2 separate regions of the Mus musculus genome follow, and region 1 is linked to region 2. A link is a contact called in public Micro-C data. All regions are on one chromosome and are shown on one strand. The core of a region is the stretch at or near the end of the contact, and the rest is flanking DNA. Distances in the headings are between cores, read along the strand shown.

Evidence for each region. Hi-C and Micro-C count contacts between places; a contact is called where the count stands out from the background.
Region 1: a Micro-C map of the AtT-20 cell line shows a contact between it and region 2, with 1.8 times the contacts expected there. The contact joins two enhancer-like sites. A contact is called at or near these places in 22 of 484 Hi-C or Micro-C datasets (8-cell embryo, the AtT-20 cell line, the HPC-7 cell line and 7 more), 3 of 115 datasets of contacts at active chromatin or transcription factors (embryonic stem cells, extraembryonic endoderm stem cells and trophoblast stem cells) and 1 of 9 other capture datasets (embryonic stem cells).

The regions. Positions count from the first base shown.
Region 1 is chr16:90,109,999-90,115,379 of GRCm38.p6, forward strand. It overlaps a transcript of Tiam1 not described here. Among named protein-coding and RNA genes, the nearest start is that of Gm10789, 30 kb to the right of the region's middle. Within about 2 kb of position 3,008, at least 34 of the 459 cell types and tissues checked have an H3K27ac peak or open chromatin away from gene starts, as enhancers often do. A contact at or near this core is called in the AtT-20 cell line, where this site is marked.
Region 2 is chr16:90,021,022-90,026,933 of GRCm38.p6, forward strand. It overlaps a transcript of Tiam1 not described here. Among named protein-coding and RNA genes, the nearest start is that of Tiam1, 63 kb to the left of the region's middle. Within about 2 kb of position 2,245, at least 11 of the 459 cell types and tissues checked have an H3K27ac peak or open chromatin away from gene starts, as enhancers often do. A contact at or near this core is called in the AtT-20 cell line, where this site is marked.

The DNA.
Region 1 (5,381 bases), core at 1,758-4,257, 90 kb after region 2:
CTATGCAGGAAGTCTGTCTCGCTGTAGCTCCCATTCCTACCTCCCGTGGTATTTACAAATACAGAGGCTCAATAGGAGAACAGTGGGAAGGGGCAGGAAACCCCCATTGGGAAAGATGCTCTGATCCCACCCGTTCCCTACCTCCTCCTCTGCCCCTCCCTCAACTCCAGGACCTAAGACTTGAAACTGAGACCAGGCTCTAGACTTTGCAGTCAGACTTTTGCACCCAGGGAACGCAAACCCAGACTTACAAAGTCAAAGCTATTTTCAGCTGAGAGGGGAATCACACACTCAAACTGGTTCAAGCAGAGTCTGCAAGTTCTAGGCTTCTGCCAGGGTTCTGCAGGTGATCAGGCAGCGAAGCCCTCAGACGAGAATGCAACTGAGCAGAATTACAGGTTCTTCTGATAGGACCTTTTCTTTCTCTGAGGCAGGACCTCACTGCCTAGCTCTTGCTAGCCTGAAGCTCACTCTGTAGACCAGGCTAGCCTCTAACTCAGAGATCCTCCTGCTTCTGCCTCCCAAGCGATGGGCTTTGATGTCAATTTTAATACCTTTGTCCTCACAATCTCCAGGATGATAGACAGCAGAGGCTGGGAGACTGGAGAAGCTACAGGGCAGGTGCAGCTATAATGCTCTGTGCAAGAAGCCCACATGTGGCTAGAAGCATCCGAAAGGCCCCTATGGTCCAGGCAAGCTCCTGTCACGAGTTGGGTGTCCGAGTGGGATGAGAGAGTCACTTGGCTGCTGCTTTCTGATTCTCCTTGGTTCCGCCACACAAGCAGCTTTCAACCCCACTTTAAAGCCTCAGGAAGTCGAGGGTCTGTTTCCGAGATTGGTATAAAGGGCGCTCTTAGCTTGCAGAGAAATGTCTGCACTTTCAGAGACACACAAGAAGGCTCTACTCTCGAAGTATGCAGAACTCTCACCCTGCATGCAGCTCGAAACTGTTAGGAATGTGGTCCAACACAGAGTCATACGCTTACTTAAAACATGAGTGTGTGTGTGAGTGTGTGTGTGTGAGTGTGTGTGTGTGTGTGTGTGTGTGTGTGTGTGTGTGAGTGTGTGTGTGTGTGAGTGTGTGTGTGAGTGTGTGTGAGTGTGTGTGTGTGTGAGTGTGTGTGTGTGAGTGTGTGTGTGTGTGAGTGTGTGTGTGTGTGTGAGTGTGTGTGAGTGTGTGTGTGTGTGTGTGTGTGTGTGTGAGTGTTTTCACAGCATGCATGTGAAGGTCAGAGGTCAGCCTTAGGAGTCAGATCTCTCCTCCTACCATGTGGTCTCAGGGATGGTTGTCACACTTGATGGTGAAGTACCTTACCCACTGAGCCATCTTGCCAGCCCTGACAATACCATTTTCAGTGTGAACTTGGTAGATGACCGTGTCAAGTGGCACTGTCAGAAGACTATGCCTGCTTTCCCTTTTCGTCACAATCTACCCAGCGGTCAGATCTCCAAAGTGAGCCCTACCAGTTTGGCCTTCCAGAGTGGGCCTGCAATGCCCACCCTTTGTTCACGTTAGAGGAATCCCATGCAGGCTCTGAGCCCAGCTGAGAAGCCCCCTCTAAACTCTCGGATGCGTTACTCTCCACCGTGATCCCCAAGCACAGGGCCGCTCAGAGCACGGACCCTGGATCTCAGCATCAACACGGAAGCTGTTGGACGCTGTCACAGCCACCGAAACCTACGCAATGACCGACTGCTAGCAACTCAGCCGTCTGTGCGTCACCAAACTGCCCCGAAGGGGTTCTGATAGTACTCATAACTGATCCCCACTGTAGAACTGGGGTTCATTTAAGAATGACTCCTGCTCCCCCTCCCTCTGCCTTATACCTTTCCTCGTTGTCTTGTGGAAGAGAAGCCTTTCCTTAGGTTCAAGTTAAAATGGCAAGGGATCAGCCGGGCATGGTGGCGCACGCCTTTAATCCCAGCACTCGGGAGGCAGAGGCAGGCGAATTTCTGAGTTCGAGGCCAGCCTGTTCTACAAAGTGAGTTCCAGGACAGCCAGGGCTGTCTCAAAAACCAAAAAAAAAAAAAGAGGCAAGGGATGGAAGTCCATTATGAGGGCCAGAGGTGAGGATGATGTCATCTGGTGCGTGGGCTTCACGCTCTGTCTCACTGTAGCTCCCTCCCTCTTTCTCTAAGACTTCTTCTCCTCGAGAAGGACTTGAGTTAGATCCCAAGAACTCCTACAATCTGTCCTCTGACAAACACACACACACACACACACACACACACACACGCCTTGGCACACACGTACACAGCAAGCAGACAAACACACGATGAATAAAAATAAATAATTCTTTAAACAAATAATACATCTTTGCATCCTGAAAACTCCTGAATAGATTTTTTTTTCCCCCCAAGACTGGGTTTCTCTGTGTACCTCTGGCTGCCCTGGAACTCACTCTGTAGACCAGGCTGGCCTTGAACTCAGAGATCTGCCTGCCTCTGCCTCCCGAGTGCTGGGATTAAAGGTGTGTGCCACCACCGCCCGGCCTGAATAGTCTCCTCGGGTCTGGCTTTTGAATAGCCCTATATTCATTCACCAGCTTTGGTCTCCAGTGTGTTGAGCAGATGGAGAGTTCTTGTTACAATTCAATAGATATACTGAATACTTACTGCCTAGTCCCTTTCCAGAGAAAGCCCCTAACATAGCCAGGTACCCCGCAAACATGCACTTGTGGGATTTAACGAATGAGTCTGTTCCAGAACTGGAAAGGGCCATGTGAAATTAGTAAGTATACCAGCCGCCAGCCCTCCACCTCCAGCACACCCCAGACAAAAAACCAGGAATTCTGCAGAATGAGACCAGAATTTCCGTGTAGCAATTCACTTGACAGAAATGACAGCAAGGCTCCCACTCACGGCCATTATTTGAAGACTTTCCAAAATGCCGGCTGTGTACTGGGAGAAACACTATTTGGTGTGTCTGCAGTCCCATGGGGACAGTGGGGCTGAACCACTCCCTAGGATTGCCCAACAAAGGCAAGTCCCTCGGTGTGATTAACCTCTTGCCTCATCATCGGAGCCACTAATCTCAAATCTTAGCCTTTCGAAACTCAACGAACTGGCTGGTGAGATGGCTAAACAGATAAAGGGACTTGCTGCTAACACTGACGCCCTGAGTTCAATCCCTGGGACCCACACATGGGAAAGAAGAACCAAGTCCCGTGGGCTGTCTTCTGATACACCGACACACATACAAAATAAAGAAATACATTTTTTTAAAAAAAAAAGAACAATACACCATATTAGTACCTACACAGCATGACCCACTGGAAATAAACTAGGCAGCAGCAGATGACACAGCACTATCAGGCAATAGGTGCTAGGCTCCCCCTCAGCCAGGCCTTCTGCCGAGTCCCACGAGTACAATGCTGTGCTCAGAGGCCACAGTTCCAATGCACTTCTCAGAACGCACCCATTTGCAGTTGCAGGATGCCGCCCTACTGTGGAGTGTGTGCCAGCACACTCCAGGTCTGGGCTCGATCCCCAGCACTGAAGAGGACAGAACGCAGCACACAGCCTGAGCTTTCGGCCTTCACTGCCTCTTCGAGTCGTCCTTTTCCTCCCAAGAGCTTGTATTCACATAAAGATTAGTAAATGAAAGCAATCTGGCTGCCACCTGTCAATCTGCCTTTCTTGATAGTTTAAACTCTAAGATGCAAAAAGGAAAGAGATGTTGCCGCTCATGACAGGCAGCTGGGAGCAGCAAAGACTGGATCCCCGCCTAAAACCCTGGGAGAGCCCACGAGCTTTTGCCAGCACCTTGCATCAACATTGGACATCTGGCCTCAGACCTGGGAAAGAACGTTAGCATTGTTTTTGATCACCAAATTGTGGCTTAGGAAACTAACACCCTCATTAATCACTCCCTTTATTTTTCTCAAAAGCAATCTACAAGAGCCAGTATCATCACCAATGTGTGAACAAAGAGGGCCTGACTCTTGGGTAGAGCAACATGCTCAAAGCTATGGGCATGGGACAGAGCCAGGCATGGACCACATCCATGCCACCTTCTAAAAATGCCTCTCTGGCTCCAGTGGACTGACATGTGGCTTGTTGGCCTTCAGGAATAATCTAGAAAACAACTGCCCCAGTAACACCATTCTGATGAAATAAATAAATGTTCCCATTTCAAGAAAAGACACAAAGTAAGCCCATCCACCATGGCTCACAGGAGACAAGTAAGGTGATGTCAACGACGCGGCTCTAACATTCAGCGAGCAGAGCGAGCTCTCAACCTGCTCGCTGACAGTCACACTGTCACCCACAGCGGTCCTGTACCCTCCATCCTCTCAGCATAGATGCTGTTATGGCTTTAATGTAAGAAATCTCAGGTCCATTCGATCGGACACAGTCTCCACCTCGTGCCACTGCCTCGGGAGGTTGTGAGTCTCGACATGATGAAGTCTGGCTGGAGGATGTGGGCCACTAAAGAAACAGGCTTTGAGGTCTATTTAGTGGCTCCGAGTCAACTTCTCTGCCCTTGATTTGCTGAGGTGTGGGCAGTCACACCAGTTCTCCCTGCCACCATGCCTTCTCCACCACATCTCCTAAATAAAACAAGATAAGCCTCTTCTAAACTGCTTCAAAGTCCTCGACCACTGCACCAAGCAACGGAGCTATGTAAAGAAAAGTTGTAGCTGGCCTTCCCGAAGACACCTCTCATTTCACTGTAACCCCAGAACTGCTGCTTAGAATCCAGGAGTGTGCACGGTGTGCATGTCCCCATGGTACTCTTGACAAGCTTCTGCTAGAAACCAGACATGGAGGATTATGGGTAGTGGGGATTTTCAATGAATACATCACTCACCATTGAAGTCTGAAATACACCTCCACCTCCGCATTTCACTCTAACACCAACCCAATTAATAATGATTGGTGGGAATTAAGAAACATCCATTGAACATACTCGTGTGGAGATGTGATTCTACTCAGGAGAGTAAGGACACAGTGACAGCTATGAAAAGGACACAGTACCCTGTGAAATAATCACAAAAGACTTGAAATGATACTCAGCCTGTTATCCCTGATCACAAGGGACATGCAAATCAAGTCACAATGTGATATCATTGCACAGCCACTCAGATGGTCATCATCAAAGCAAGGGGGGGGTGGAGGCGGGAGTTGAGGAGTGGAATGCGTGAGAAGGCTGTGGAGAAATCGGAGTCCTTGTGGCACAACCCCTGGAAACAGCACTTGGTGTGTCCAGAAATTCGATATAGAACCCACTGCAATCCACCAACCCCATATCTGGGTTAAGACCTGAAAGACTTGAAAGGACACTTGTTGTGCACCTGAATGATAGAAGCATTATTCACAGAAGCTGACCAATGGGAAGATGGCTGGAGAGATGCCTCAGGCGTTAGGAGCCTGGATTG
Region 2 (5,912 bases), core at 995-3,494:
TGTGAAGTGACGAAATGAATGCCCCTCGGCAAGCCAGAGAGTGCCAAGGAGGGGCTGAGGGTTGGATTTTAAAATGCTAACATCAAGATGGGGAGGAAGAGGAGAAGGAGGTGGTAGAGGGGGAAGAGGAAGGGGGCTGTGAGGAAGGAAGAAGAGGAACAGATGATACGAACAATTACAGAGTTTCTTTTTTTAAGATTTATTTATTATTATTCATTAGTACACTGTAGCTGACTTCAGACGCACCAGAAGAGGGCGTCAGATCTCATTATGGGTAGTTGTGAGCCACCATGTGGTTGCTGGGATTTGAACTCAGGACCTTCGGAAGAGCAGTCAGTGCTCTTAACCAAAAGTTGATACCGCAGCCTGAATTCTTTGCGTGGATAAAGGTGGCTGTGGAGAACGCGTTTGCCAGCTGCTTCTGAGACCGCAGAGAGGGAGCCGACAATGCTCTGACTGCCCTGCTCTGCTGAAGCACAGACGCAGCTTGGGAAATAAAGGAACGAATGCTGTCACGGGACAGGAAACGGTGTTTCCAAAGCAAGGTGGATCCAGCCGGCAGCTTTGCCAAGCACTGGATTCGGGTATAAACACAGCTGTCCCTCCATTTCTGTGGAGGAGAGAGATTCGCTCTAGAACTGTCTCCATATCTGTGGAGGAGAGAGGTTCGCTCTAGAACCGTCTCCATTTCTGTGGAGGAGAGAATGTACGTGGTTCTAGAACCGTCCTGGAACATCAAAAGTCAAGGAGGCTCTCGTTCTCATGGAACGGCAGACTATCTGTCCACATTCTCTACTCACCCCCAGCCCCTGTACACTTTGAATTCTCTCTAGATCATTTTTGCACCTAATACAATGCGCGCACATAAACAGCAGCCACACTGTACTGCTCAGGAAACAATGACAAGGAAAACTTTTGAACATGCTCAGTACAGAGGAAATTAATTTCTTTTCAAAATTATTGACACACACAGCTGGACAAGCAGTGCACACTTCTAATTGCAGCACTCAGGGAGGGGGTAGCCGTATCTCTGTGAGTTCAAGGTCAGCCTGGTCTGTGTGGTGAATTTCAGGACAGCCAAGAATACAGGGTGAGACCCTCTTTTTAAAAATCATAATAATTAAATTCAATTTAACCATGCACACATACACTGAGTCAGGTGGGTTTGCTCCATGCTGGTGCACGTGGAGAGCAGATTCTCTGTGATGCCAGCAAGGCTGGACAGCAGGAGGAAGTAACTTCATCTGTGCCTTGAAAAGGTTAAGAGGAGACCCAGCTAGACGGCTCAGCAAGAAAAGCCACTGGCCACCAAACTGGGCGATCTGAGTCTAAGCCCTGGAACCCAGAGGGTGGAAAAGCAGAGCTGATCCCACAAGCTACCCACTGATGACCTGTGTCAGGCTGTGGCACACGTGTGCACAGATAGATACATTGAGAGATAGATAGATAGATAGATAGATAGAGATAGATAGAGATAAGATAAGTGGGTAGGTGGATGAATGAATGAATGAATGGCAAAACATTTTTTAAAACAAGATAACCAATACAAACTCCTGCTTCTATTGGACATTTCCTAACATATCTGAATGGTATCCTTCCTGGCCTGGCTTCGGCATCTCTTGCTATTTCCATATGTCTCATTCATCCTGCCCCATGCCCACGTTAGCATGAATTTATGCCCCTGAGAAAGGAATCCCATCCCACTTTATCAAAAGAGTCAATAAAGCCAGTCTGGCCGCAGCCAGACCCTAGCACATCTACTCTTCTGCTTGGCACAAGCTCAGACTGCTTTTTAAGGAACCCTCAGGCAGACAAAAAACAGACAGGCCAGCTGTTCTCCTTCCACAGGGACCCGACTGGAAATGAGGTGACGATCCAGTCTCACAGTTGTGAGTGAGACTCGGCTGGACTCTCCTGCAGCAGCATCTGGGGTTACATCAGCTTAGCCATCTCAACACCTGGAAATGCACGGACTGGCCGGCCCTGGCGGATGAGAGCGGAGCTCGGGGAGCACTCTTCCAAGCTCATGATGACTACAAACGTGACAGTTGGCAGATGGTGAGGCCTGGAAGAAGAGCTGAGATCTGGTCCCTCACCTCTGCACGTCACTCCCCACCGGTGGTTCCTCCAGGGCAGAACCCTCAGGAGCCTGCGGGGTTTACTCTAAAATCACCACAAAGCTCTAAAGCTGCACAGGAAGAACTCTGATGAGCTTCAACCCTGATCCAAACCCATATGGATCTCCTTAACAACCAGGGGAGTGGGCAAGTGTCCGTGAGCACAGCCTAGACACAGCACATGCACACGTTTCTCCTGCAGAGGGTTTTCATTAACTTAAAAGAAACGCTGTCCTTTTTCTTCTCAAACTCAAAGGTTCCCAAAGGATCTATCTGCAAAGCTCTCGGGATGAATCAGGCACAGACAGGAAAAACTTACTAAACAGGGCCAACACTGAGGGCCGGCTGGGGACGGAGGTATGGAGGTAAGAAATCATTCCATTGTGTGTCCAGTAAACAATCAATAAAAGCACCTCAGATCAGCCAAGGACCCGCCCCACCCTGTCTCACATCACATTTGATGACTTACAGAACTAGACATCTTTAAGTCTACACATCAGGAAACGACACCCATCAGAATAACACGAGTCCCTGAAGGACAGGTGTCTGGCCTTTGGATCTGGACCACAGAGAAGAGAAAATCTCTCTTCTGCTGCCACCAGTGCAGATGGACAGGATCTGAAGATCATTTCCTCAGCGGGCAAAAGCCCAGGAAAGAGAAACCAGAAAAAGGTCACGTCCAAACAAATGCATCAAGCAAACCAAAGGATTTCCAGAATGCACTGGGGACACACGCCACCCGCAGGACTCAGAGAAAGCCGCCTCGGAGCTTAAATAGCCAACTGCTCCAAGGGACAGATTCTGCAAGTGTTCCCTGAGGAAGTCCCAGGTGATCAGAGGCTCCATGGAGGCGGGGTCTACCCCGGGAAATGGAGAACATCCTACAGCTCTTTCGATCACCCAACAGTGAGACCAAAGACAGAAGAAAATGAACACCTGGGAGAAAAAAAATCTTCATCCCATCTAAGACAGCTTTTCAAAGTACTTAGCGCAAGACCAGGAATTCTCAGCAAAAGCAGGGAGAGCTCACTGTATTATCGATCGTCTTGTTAACAGTGACAAATCCCATGGCTTGCCTGTGACACGTGAGTTCCCTCCGGAGATGACCACTGATCATCTGAGCAGACTTGGTGGGCTAGCCGAGAGGTCAGTTCGTGGAGATCAAGGCTGCTGACGTGGATCTTTCCAAGTCCAGGGCGAGTATGTGTAAAGGCTTCCTTCTTCTCCCACTTCCAGACCAAGAACCAGAAACACGGGTGTTCAATGCCAGTCTCCCTTCCACGCTCCACACTGCTCCCAGAATGCTTCACGAAGACCATGCTCTGTGGCTGCACTCCGCCAGGACAGGCTGAGTGGACAGGATTGTTCCTGCCTCTTCTGATGTTAGTGTTCTCTGCTTGGAATCCATTTCCCTTGTGCAGCTTACTTCCCAGTGGCCCGTGGCTCAACTTTATCAAAGGAACCCCTAAGCCATTAGGGAGGAAAAAATGGGTTTCTTGGCGATTCAGAACCATGTTAATATATTGCTGTGAAGAGACACCATGACCAACACAACTCTTATAAAAGGAATCATTTAATTGGGGGCTTATGAAGTGGAAATTTCTGGTGGTGTCATGTGATGATGTGTTGCTGAAGCAGACACATGGAAGGACATGTGAAGTTTGGAGAGAATATAAGTAGGACCCAACAGACGGTGACAATGTACTTCCGTTGCTAGCGGTGCAACGCTTTGTGGGTCTTGTGTCTTCTTCACTCTTGTTAAGAGAGGCACTGCAGAGAACTTCTCCTGGCATTCCGGCTGATTCTGGCTGCCCCCACTGACTCGTGCCAATTCGGCAGAGGCCTGGCTATTTCTGCTGGATTGTGCCACCACTGCTGGTTCACGTAGTGGTGACACTACTGAACTGGACTGCTGGTATCCTGACAACAAAGACTGGAATCTTCACGAAGAATTACTTCTAATCAGGTCTGCATGCACATTGTCCTATTACACATCTTATCTCCCCTACCTTTGGGCAGTGCACTAGAAGGGGGTCGAAGCATCTGAGAACCCTTACTAAAGTAGGTTTTGAAAAACCTAAGGCTATGTAGGCTTAGCTTTCTCACAGTCCATTCTCACCATGGCAGAGAACATGTCAGCACACGGGTAAACATGGTGCTGGGAAAGCGAGAGAGCCACTGCCTGATCCATGGCAGGGAGAGAAGAACACAGGCATGGCTTTTGAAACCTCAAAGCCCACGCCTATCAATGCACCTACTCCAGCAGAAACACATCCACTCTAACAAGGCCACACCTCCTAATCCTTCCCAACAGTCAGTGTGCCTATGGGCTCATTCCCATTCAGCCACCGCATGGACTATAATCCCAGACTCCGCTGTTTGTTTGTTTGTTTGTTTGTTTGTTTGTTTGTTTTGAGACAGGGTTTCTCTGTGTAGCCCTGGCTGTCCTGGAACTCACTTTGTAGACCAGGCTAGCCTCGAGCTCAGAAATCTGCCTGCCTCTGCCACTCCCCTCTCCTGTGTCTGACTCTCAGCCAGTGGCCAGGTCAAGCTCTACCTATTCTACAGCCACAGCCCTGCCAGGGCCACCTGGTGTCTTCTCGGTGCTCGAAGCAGATGGCTTTTCTAATCCACCCTGAGGGATTTCTCTAACGATGGGCTGTGGCATCTTCCTAAAGTGCTTTCATGCTCTGCTTATAAAATTCAAGCTCTTCAGTGTTCTGTCTAAAGATGTATTTATTTATTCATGTGCTTTTACTTTTTATGTGTATGGGTGCTCGTATGTATGTACCACATGTATGCAGATGGAGGCCAGAAAGAGTGTATCAAGTCCCCTGGATCAACAGTCACAGATGGCTGTGGCCATGTGCATGCTGAGAACTGAACCTAGGATCTCTGAAACACCAGAAACTGCTCTGCTCTCAGCCCTCTTCAGCCCATCCTTAATGTCAGCTTAACGTGAACCCAGCTGAGCTATGTGTCTTCTCATCCAGTTGACCCAAAGTCCCACAGTCTACCATATCCTGCACTCCCCAGAATGCTTTTCCACACCCTCATCATATCCCCCCAAAATTGATGAGTCTCTACATACCCTCAGGATCCACCCCAAGTGCTGTGTAACACCCCAACGTGAAACTCAATCTCCATAGTCACCATGAACAAGGCTGTCACCCAGTGCCCTCTTGCCTTGGCACACAGTGAAGTCTCTGCTATAAACATTGGTAAATGAGCACACCTACCTTCTCCAACAAGCTAAGAGGGACCTGAAGGAGGCAGTCTTTCCAGATCCAACCTCTCTGCTTAATACCCAGCAAGCACCAAATGTACACATACAGAAGTCAGAAATGAGGCAAACACACCCTTGAGGATCCGACTAGAGCAAACACCACCTTGACGAAAACACGAAAGAGCTGTGTGGCCATTTGGATAGTGAGCGTTTGGTTCATAGTTGATGGTACCATTTGAGGAGACCACAAGCAGTTTGGCATTACTGGAGAAAGCACATCACTAGGGGCTGAGGCTCTGGGAGTTTACAGTCTCGCCCGGCTCCCACTACACTCTCTCTGCTTCATGCTTGTATCTGAAGACACAAACTCGGCTTCCGGCTCGCCCATGACAGGCTCCTCCCGCTCTGGAACTGTAAGCCAAAATAAACTCCTTTGGTAAGTCACTTCTGAGCTCAGAGTCTTACCATAGCAATACAAAAGTGGCCGATGAAAGCCACACTGCCAGGTTTCACATCGATCAGCCTCTAGGAATCATGGGACACTGATCATATTGCAGTTACCTGCAGTC